3 separate regions of the Mus musculus genome follow, and all the other regions are linked to region 2. A link is a contact called in public HiChIP or PLAC-seq and promoter capture Hi-C data. All regions are on one chromosome and are shown on one strand. Each heading gives the region's core, a stretch centred on a gene start, on an enhancer-like site or on the middle of the called end of the contact. The rest is flanking DNA. Distances are from core to core; before and after follow the strand shown. Region 1 holds the start of Dot1l (DOT1-like, histone H3 methyltransferase (S. cerevisiae)). Region 2 holds the start of Apba3 (amyloid beta (A4) precursor protein-binding, family A, member 3). Region 3 holds the start of Izumo4 (IZUMO family member 4).

Region 1 (2,976 bases), core at 287-2,786, 510 kb after region 2:
AGGTTGGTCAGGACTCCTCCTGCCTCTGCCAAGTGCCAGGATTAAAAGTGTGTGCCACCATGACCAGCATACACACAAACAGATATTTCAAAATTCCTATTACATTTGTGAGTGGCTGTGTCTGTGCACACAGTGAGGTCAGAGAACTTGTGGAAGTTGGTACTCTCCCTTCTGCCCATGTCCCAAACATGGAACTCAGATTATAAGACTGTTGCTGAGCCATCTTGCTGACCTCAGGAGAGTTGAGTGGACACTTGTGGGAATGTTCAAGGACACACAGGGCTGCCTAATTCGAAGAGGCAGAGGACAGGTGCAAGGGCATCCCAGGACACACATGTTCCCTGGGACCCCAGTGAGGATGTGAACTCAGCAGCACCAGGGAACCCCACTGCTGTATCTTCTACTCAAAGCATACAAAGGGCCACAAGGGGACAGTACACTGACCTCCGCAGGCCCTCCTGGACTTCAGAACCCACTTGCCTCTGGCACTTCCACTTTAAGGGATAACACCTCCAGCTTTGCAGAGTCGCACCAGCTCTACCCACCAGCATGAGAGGACAACCTCCAGACTCCCTAAGTCCCCTCTAGCCATGCCACCAACATTAAGAAACAACTGCTCCAGCATTCCAATGTACCTCCAGGCCAATCCACCAACGTCAAACGACACATGAGGTACAAATTGAGATGACAACCTCTCTAACTTCTCAGGTTCTTTCAGCCGGGCACCCTGACATGAAGAAACAACTATTCGGAGCCCTCCTACCACTCCACGAACGTGGGGGGACAACCCAAACCCAAGGGCCAACCTCCCCCTGACTTCCTAGGGTTCTTTTTAGCACCTGCCCATGAACATCAAAAGGTGACAACGAGAAAGGGCATAGAGGACAATAGGAGAAGGCATCAGGATAAGAAACAGATGACTGGAAGAGGGCACGTGAGGTGACAATTTGAGGTGACAACATGAGGGGTCGCCACGAAAGGCAAGGAATCCCCGACTTCTCAGTCTCTACACCCCTGCCCACAAGGTCGGTCCAGACTCAGGTCCTCAAAGGCTGGAGACGCGGGGCTCCGGGCCGGCGGCGGCGACAACGCGACCGGCCGCGTCAGGGCAACGGCAGGCGCGGGCCGAGAACGGCCAAGGACCCGCCGCCGCCGCCGCTGCCGCCGCGGAGCCCCACGACTCCTACCCCCGCGTTCTCCGCAAGTACACTCACGTAGACCGGCAGCGGCCACGGGTAGACGGCGGGCTCGGCGCCCACAGGCGACTTGAGCCTCAGCTCCAGCTTCTCGCCCATGTCGGCGCGCGCGGCCGCCGCACCATGCTAGGCGGGCGGTTGGGGGAGGGGCGGGGCCACCGGCGGGAAGCCGGGCGGGCGGACACGGGCGGACGCGGGGCGGACGGCTGAGGACAGACGGCCCGGCCTGTGCCTCGGCCGCCGCTCCCGTGTGGCCCCAGCTCCCCTCTTTGTAGGAGTCACAGAGCCGGGGCGTCTAGAGCCGCCGCCATCTTGGGCCGGCGTGAGGAGAAGGCACAATGAGCCGGGGGGTCGGGCGGAACCACTCGGCGAGCGCGCGCGGGGGAGGCCGGGAGCCAAGAGGCGGTGCGCGCCCAGAGCCTCCGCCCGCCGCGCCGCGCGCGCCACCCCTCGCACGCCACGCCCCCTTGGACTCGCCCTCCTCCGACCGACGCACGCACTTACGCACGCAGCGGCGCACGCACGTCCTCGGTTGCCCTCCGACGTCGCCGCCAGCCGGAAGCGGGGACCCGGGGAAACCCTGCGGAGGAAAGCGAGAGAGACCAGGCGGGGTCAAGTTCAAATCCCAGTTGCACAGGCTTGCTTCGCGTCCCTTCGCTTTGCTTTGCTTTTTTCTTTTCTTTCCATTTCCTGTTCTTTTTCTTTCTCTTCCCTTCCCGTCAATTTTCTTTTTCTGTTTTTCTGGCTTTTTCTTTCTTTCTTTTTTTTTTCATTTTTCAATTTTTCCCCTTCTTTAGCTTTTCTATTTTTTCACTTTTCTAGCCTATCTGCTTATTGTTTATTTACATGCTTTTTTTTTTTTTTTTTTTTTTGAGACAGGGTGTCCCTGGCTGTCCAGGAACTCATTCTGTTGACCAGTCTGACCTCGAATTTACCAAAATCCACCTGCCTCTGCCTCCTGAGAGCTGGGATTAAAGATGTGAGCAATAAGTTAATTAATAAATCATCAGTCAAATTGGACCCTATAGGTCGGAGGCTCTCAATTAAGAGTTCAAAGCAATGTTATTCTCTGACCTGCCCAGAACTTTACAGAGTCAGGAGCCAAACTTATTTCCTTCTTAGGCCATTCCAATCCTTCTAATACTTAAGTTCCCTCCCCCCAAAACCTTCTGAGAATAAGTTACCTTGAGGTGAGCTGTCACCAGCTCACCAGCCGCTTCTGGATAGCTGCTTCTTCTTCCTGACTACATGGGAGTGAATGTAATCTAGGGGAGATGGCTCCCACCCCTCATCCTAGCGCTTGCCAGCCCCCAAAAGAAGGATCCGGAGCTAGAAGCCATGCTGAGCTACCAAGTAAATTCCGGGCCAGCCTGGGCAACTCAGTGAGCCCTCGTTCCAAAACTAAATGACGTGGTAAAAGACTCTGTAGCTTGGTGTCTCAGTCAGGGCTTCTATTCCTGCACAAACATCAGGACCAAGAAGCAAGTTGGGGAGGAAAGGGTTTATTCACCTTACACTTCCACATTGCTGTTAATCACCAAAGGATGTCAGGACTGGAACTCAGGCAGGTCAGGAAGCAGGAGCTGATGCAGAGGCCATGGAGGGATGTTCTTTACTGGCTTGCTTCCCCTGGCTTGCTCAGCTTGCGCTCTCTCTCTCTCTCTCTCTCTCTCTCTCTTAAATACATTTTTTTCCCAAGACAGGGTTTCTCTGTGTAGCCCTGGCTGCAGCTTGCTCTCTTATAGAACCCAAGACTACCAGCCCAGGGATGGCACCACTC
Region 2 (2,722 bases), core at 101-2,600:
TGAGTCCCCAGTCATGGCTGAGGGTCAGAAGTCAGAGGTCAGAGAGGCGAGCACTATTACCTGGGTACCCACAGGTGGTTCCTGCTGTGTCACCAGGGGTGCTGTCTCCAGCCAGGGCTCCGGGGAACTGCTGGAGCTCCTGCTGTCTGCTGGCTCTGCTGATGCCCCTTCCATCCATCCCGGGTCCCCATCAGGGTCCTCTGGCGGCTGCAGAAGGCGGGGTGCAGTCTGTGCAGGATCTTGGGGGACAGATTGGGCAGGCGAAGAGGCCTCATCCCTCAGCAGACCCAGAAGGTCGTCCCCGCCTGCCTCGGCCGACAAGAGCCCACCAGCATCTGGGTTCTCCTGGGTGGCAAGTCCTTGGCCGGTAGCAATGTGCAGGGGACAGGGGGCTCCATCTGGGAATGGGCCACCCAGGTCGCTGGGTAGAGCTTCTAGCTGCTGAACCAGCTCCTGCACACTGGATGTGTCCAGCTCCATCTCACTCAGGGTGACAGGGCCTCCAGGCCCTAAGGCCGACTGGGTGTTAGAGGGGTGGTTCTCAGAGGGCACCTCGGGGCCTTTGGGCTCCTCCAAGTCCATGGTTGGGGGCCCTGGGGGATGCTGGGGTCCTGGCAGGAACTCCATGTCTGAGACCCAGGTTCAGGCCGGCATTGTCACCAAGCTGGAAGATGAGGGCTCTGAGTGTGGATCTCGTAGGCAAGCCATGGTCCTACAGGTGACAGATTCCATCCCCATGGGGCCTGCCCAGGAGGAAAGGACCCCATTTTACACAGAAGCCAGCAAAGAACTCAGGTGCCTGCCCCAGATCTCAGGCTCCAGACCTCAGAACTCAAGCAACAGACACTAGAACTGAGGCTGCGGCTATGGAACTCAGGCATTGCCCCTGGGAACTCAAGCACTGCCCCCGGGAACTCAGGCTTCTGTCTCTAGAACTCAGGCTCTGGTCTCAAAAACCCAGGCTCCGGACCCTAGAACTCAGGCTCCAGCCCCAAAACTCAGGCTTTAGGTCGTGGAACTCAGGCTGTTGCCCCAGAATTCAGGCACTGGTCCTGAGAACTCAGCCTCTAGCCCCTAGAACTCAGGCTCTGACCCTTGAAACTCAGGCTCCGTCCCCAGAACTCAGATTTCAGTCTCAGAACTCAGACACTGCCCTTGGGTCACCCACGGGAGCCTGTCCAGTCCCGCACGGCCCGCAGTACCTGTGTCTCCGGCCCGGGCAGGATTGTCCGGACGGTCCGCCCGTCCTTCCAGAAGAGTCAGCAGCTCTCTGGGATCCCAGCTTTGGAACCGGATCATCGGTCACTGCACCATCCAGGACTATTGCGCATACACACTCTCAAACGGCCTGCTGGGAAATGTAGTCCTCGAGTCCGCTCTCTCTCCTTCCGGGGACTCGCCAGTGTTGCAGTATAGATAGTAGAGCTCAGGTTCGAATCCCGAGACTACAAGAACGGAGGCGAGGCTCAAACTGGCTTTTCTTTTCTAAAATCGGGTTCTGCATCACTTCAGAGTGTAACGGCTGAGGTAGGACATGGGCAGAAACCAGGGATGGTAAAGAGAGCCATGACTTGAAAATTTGGAGTGCAAAGGAAAAGTGGGAATGGAAGTTATTGAGGACGGACTTCCACTTTGTATCCCAGTAAGGATCTATAACGGTACAATCTAGACTTGAGTTGACACTGGAATTTGCATCACGGTCCTACATATAGATTAGGGACAATGATAATTCCTAAACTTAACTGTGTGATCTAAAAAGAGTTCACCTGGTTAGGTTTGTTAGCAATGAGTCTAGAAGATTCTAGTACTAGTCTATTTATTCTTGAGAGTCTCATGTAGCCTAGGCTGGCTTCAAACTCCTGATCCTCCTGCCTCAGCTTCCTGTGTGCATCCAGCCTCCATTTCTGCTACGAAGCCCCAATCACCAAACCCCACTTTTTTCTATTAGTGAATAGAACACATACGTATCACTATGTAGAGTAGGCTGGCCAGGAACTCACAGGCATCTACCTACCTCTGCCTCCCAAGTGTGGGGATTAAGCTGGGGTTCATCACTCCCATCATTCTCAGCTACCCATATGTTTAAGCCAAGATCTCATATAGCCAAGGCTGACCTCAAACTTGCTGTGTAGGACAGATCGACCCAAACTCCTGATTCTCTTGCCTCCACCTCCACATCACAACTGACTGTCCTAACTTTTAAGCTTTCAAAAATTCCACAAGGGATATAAGCATGATTTTGCTGTGACATTTAAAGTAAATAAAGATCTAAATACTTGTTGTTGTTGTCGTCATCATCGTCTGAGGCAGGGTTTCTTTGTGTAGCCTTGGTTGTCCTGGAACTCAAGCAGTAGCCAAGGTTAACCTTGAATTCAGAGATCCTCCTACCTGTATCTCCAGAGTACTGGGATTAAAGGTGTGCCATCACCATTTGAACTGGGGGCAAGAATTTAATGAAATATTCTTTGAACGGTCGATAGCTACAGAAGTTAAAATTAGTCGTTAGTCGGGCAAATTTTTTTTTAAAGACTACATTTCCCAGAAGGCCGCGGCGCCTCCAACACCTCCAAAGCCGATCTGGAGGGCTGACGTAACACGGAAGTCTGCACGTGCGAGCGGCCGGCCAGCGTCATGGCGGCCGCCCATCTCCTCCGGGCTTCCCGGGTGTGGGCCCGCTGGCATCCCCGGGCGCTCCCGGTCCTCAGAAGACCTGGAGGATTCT
Region 3 (2,700 bases), core at 11-2,510, 570 kb after region 2:
GTGGGATTGCTGCATGAGCCATACTTGCAGTAGTAGCCAAAGCAAATGACGTGGGAGTCCGTGCAGTTGCTGCAGGAGATGGTCTCGTACTGGTAGATACCTGCAATATATGAGAAGCAGCCCCAGACTCCCCTGGGCCCTCCCCAGCCTGGGCCACTGCCACTGTGGCCCTTAGCCTGGACCATGGTTCACTTACCACAGTGACGCTGACAGTCAATGCGGCCTGGGGAGGGGAGGACATAACAGGATAGTGCTTTCTGACAAGGCCCAGAGCTCAACACCTCAGCCCCACTTGTTTTTGTAGCCCAGGATACCCTAGCACAGAGAAGGTAGCCTAGGCTGCCTTGTGATTTGTGGCAATCTTCTTGCCTCGTTCCCTCATTTCTGAGTGCTGGGATTACACGCTTGTGCTACATGAGTTTCATGGATGTAGGAAGGGGTCAGTTGCAGTGAAAGATGGGGATAACCTAAGGGAAGGATGGTTCCATTGTTCCTAGGTGCCACCAGGAGACTAGTTTGACAGAAATAAGGGGGTGATGGGCATGCTAGCAAACATTTATGCAAAAGGGCCTCCTGCAGAGTCACTCCTCCCTGAGCCCTGTTTCCAGTGCCCCTAGCCCTGAAGTGCCAGCGGCCATGATCATCTTCCCCTCTGTGGAGCCCACTGCTCACTCTCTATGATGGCGTTCTGGATGAGGCGCACTTGCTCCCGGAAGATGGCCCGCAGCTCATTGGGGAAATACCCTGATGTGAGAGTCACAGCAGAACGGTCAAGTTCAGGTGCGTAGCAGCTCGCACCGGCCCCACCTGTTTCTCTTTTTACCTGGGAAGTACATCTTCCCCTGGTACAGCTGGTCCATCCTCTGGTACACGGCTTCTGCTACTTGATATAGCTTCTTCCGGGCTAAGGGCAGGAGGAAAAAGCAAGCAAATGAGTGGCCCTGCCCGGTTCCCTGCTGCTCTTCTGACCCTGGAATGGGTTCCGCCGCTCACTGATCTCAGCAGGAATGGCCAGATGGAGCTCCTTCATCGTGTTCTGGATCCAATCGGAGAGCAGCATCCCCGACACAGGAATGTCACCCACCCACCACGACTTGAGGTTCACGTGGTGACGATAGAAGGAGAACTTCTCCGCGAAATTGGGGTCGCACTGCAGGCAGCCCCGGGCCAGCGCCGCTGTCATGCCCAGAAACAACAGCAGGGCCATGGCCTGGCCCAGCCTGCCTTGCCCAAACATCGGCGCCGCCAGCGCCGCACCCTCCAGCCGCGCACCAACCAACGGTGCCTCCCGCGCCACGCCCTGCCACGCCGCACCAACCAACAGCTCGCGCTGTGGACCCTGGCCGCGCCATCCCCTGCCCGGGCCTGATCATGCTTCCAACTCTGGTCCCGCCCCGCTTAGACATGTCCCGCCCACCGGGCCTGATGGCGCAAGCCTTTAATCCCAGCACTTGGGAGGCAGAGGCAGGCGAATTTCTGAGTTCGAGGCCAACCTGGTCTACAAAGTGAGTTCCAGGACAGCCAGGACTACACAGAGAAACCCTGTCTCGAAAAAAAAAAAAAAGACAGCGCCTGCCCACGGATGGCTCCGCCCCTACCTGGCCAGGCCCCGATTAGACTCCTGTCCCAGGCCTGGTTCCGCCTACAGGCCTGGTACCGCCCACGGATGGCTCCACCCCTTTCTAGCCTGTCACCACACCCACCCCACCGCCATCCGGACTTCTGTCCCAGGGCTGGCTCTACTGGATCTCCCCAGGAGAGTGTAACTGAATCTCTCCAGTTACAATTGGCAACTGGTAATGCCAGTCTGTCCCCAGGCTCCACCCCATCCACAGCGCCTTACGCATGCGCTTTGGGCTGGCGCCAGTTCCCGAGCCAGCGAGGGAGGGCTCGTCCCGCCCCTCATCCGCTCCACTACAGCCAATTAGCAGCGCCCGTCCTGGTCTCCAGGGGCGCGGAGTGCCGCCTGCCTTTCACACCGTGATCCTCCGAACTCGGGCGCCACACCTCCATCCGGGCTGCTTCCCTTTAAGGGAAGTAAATCCGGCTGGCGGGCGCGGCCTGGGCGGGGCGTGCGGCGTGTCCCTCCGCGGGCGTGTCCCTCTGCGGGCGCGGCCGGAGACTGGGCGAAGCGAGAGACGGTTCCGGACAGCCAGGTGGGTCCTCCGAGGGCCAAGGCGGGCGGCGGGCAGCGGGACTTCATCCCTCAGGGTGACAGTGTCCAGCGACCGGCCCAGAGTGGGCGCTGGGGACCTGGATCTGTCAAAAGGAGGGAGAAAGGAAGCGTCATGGATCAAAAGCGTGTTTAATATTTGAGGTCCTAGATAGCACAGGCTAGCCTCCAGCGGCTGGATAGGATCCTCCTTCCCATCTCCGCTGACTCATTTGTTTGAAATGATCACGTTTCTGTTAAACTTCATTGAAGGTCTGGGCTCTTGCTCTGGAGTGAAGCATTTGCCTTGTGTGTAGAAAGCCCTGGGTTCTATCCCTACTTCTGCCTCTTCAGCACTCCTCGGCCTCCCCTAAATAAGCCATTGAAAGGCTGGATGGAGAGACTCAAAAACAGATCACAGAAAGTTAACTTTGGCCGCAGTTTCTTTTTCTTTTTTCTTTTCTTTTCTTTTCTTTTCTTTAATTCTTTCCTTTTATATTTAGCCCAGGCTATCCTGGAACTCAGCGAGATCACCCTGCCTGTGCCTC

Evidence for each region. HiChIP or PLAC-seq counts read pairs in DNA pulled down with a chosen protein or histone mark. Capture Hi-C pulls out chosen DNA fragments and counts their contacts.
Region 1: an H3K4me3 HiChIP or PLAC-seq map of bone marrow-derived macrophages shows a contact between it and region 2, with 5 times the contacts expected there. The contact joins the promoter of Dot1l here to the promoter of Apba3 in region 2. A contact is called at or near these places in 5 of 39 promoter capture datasets (the SN4741 cell line, cranial neural crest, erythroid cells and 2 more), 2 of 115 datasets of contacts at active chromatin or transcription factors (bone marrow-derived macrophages and pancreatic cancer cells) and 1 of 9 other capture datasets (liver).
Region 3: a contact with region 2 is called in a promoter capture Hi-C map of pancreatic islet. The contact joins the promoter of Izumo4 here to the promoter of Apba3 in region 2. A contact is called at or near these places in 4 of 39 promoter capture datasets (the HPC-7 cell line, cranial neural crest, embryonic stem cells and 1 more), 5 of 115 datasets of contacts at active chromatin or transcription factors (bone marrow-derived dendritic cells, bone marrow-derived macrophages, embryonic stem cells and 2 more) and 1 of 9 other capture datasets (pancreatic islet).

What each region holds. Positions count from the first base shown.
Region 1 is chr10:80,753,763-80,756,738 of GRCm38.p6, reverse strand. It overlaps Dot1l (DOT1-like, histone H3 methyltransferase (S. cerevisiae)), which reads right to left and starts at 1,536. Exons shown (of 28, transcript NM_199322.2): 1 at 1,215-1,536. The coding sequence starts at 1,295.
Region 2 is chr10:81,266,800-81,269,521 of GRCm38.p6, reverse strand. Apba3 (amyloid beta (A4) precursor protein-binding, family A, member 3) reads right to left here and starts at 1,350. Exons shown (of 11, transcript NM_018758.2): 1 at 1,203-1,350; 2 at 61-743. The coding sequence starts at 627. Mrpl54 (mitochondrial ribosomal protein L54) reads left to right here and starts at 2,596. Exons shown (of 3, transcript NM_025317.2): 1 at 2,596-2,722. The coding sequence starts at 2,632.
Region 3 is chr10:80,701,253-80,703,952 of GRCm38.p6, reverse strand. Izumo4 (IZUMO family member 4) reads right to left here and starts at 1,260. Exons shown (of 10, transcript NM_027829.3): 1 at 994-1,260; 2 at 824-904; 3 at 673-744; 4 at 197-223; 5 at 25-100. The coding sequence starts at 1,237. Mob3a (MOB kinase activator 3A) reads left to right here and starts at 2,133. Exons shown (of 4, transcript NM_172457.2): 1 at 2,133-2,156.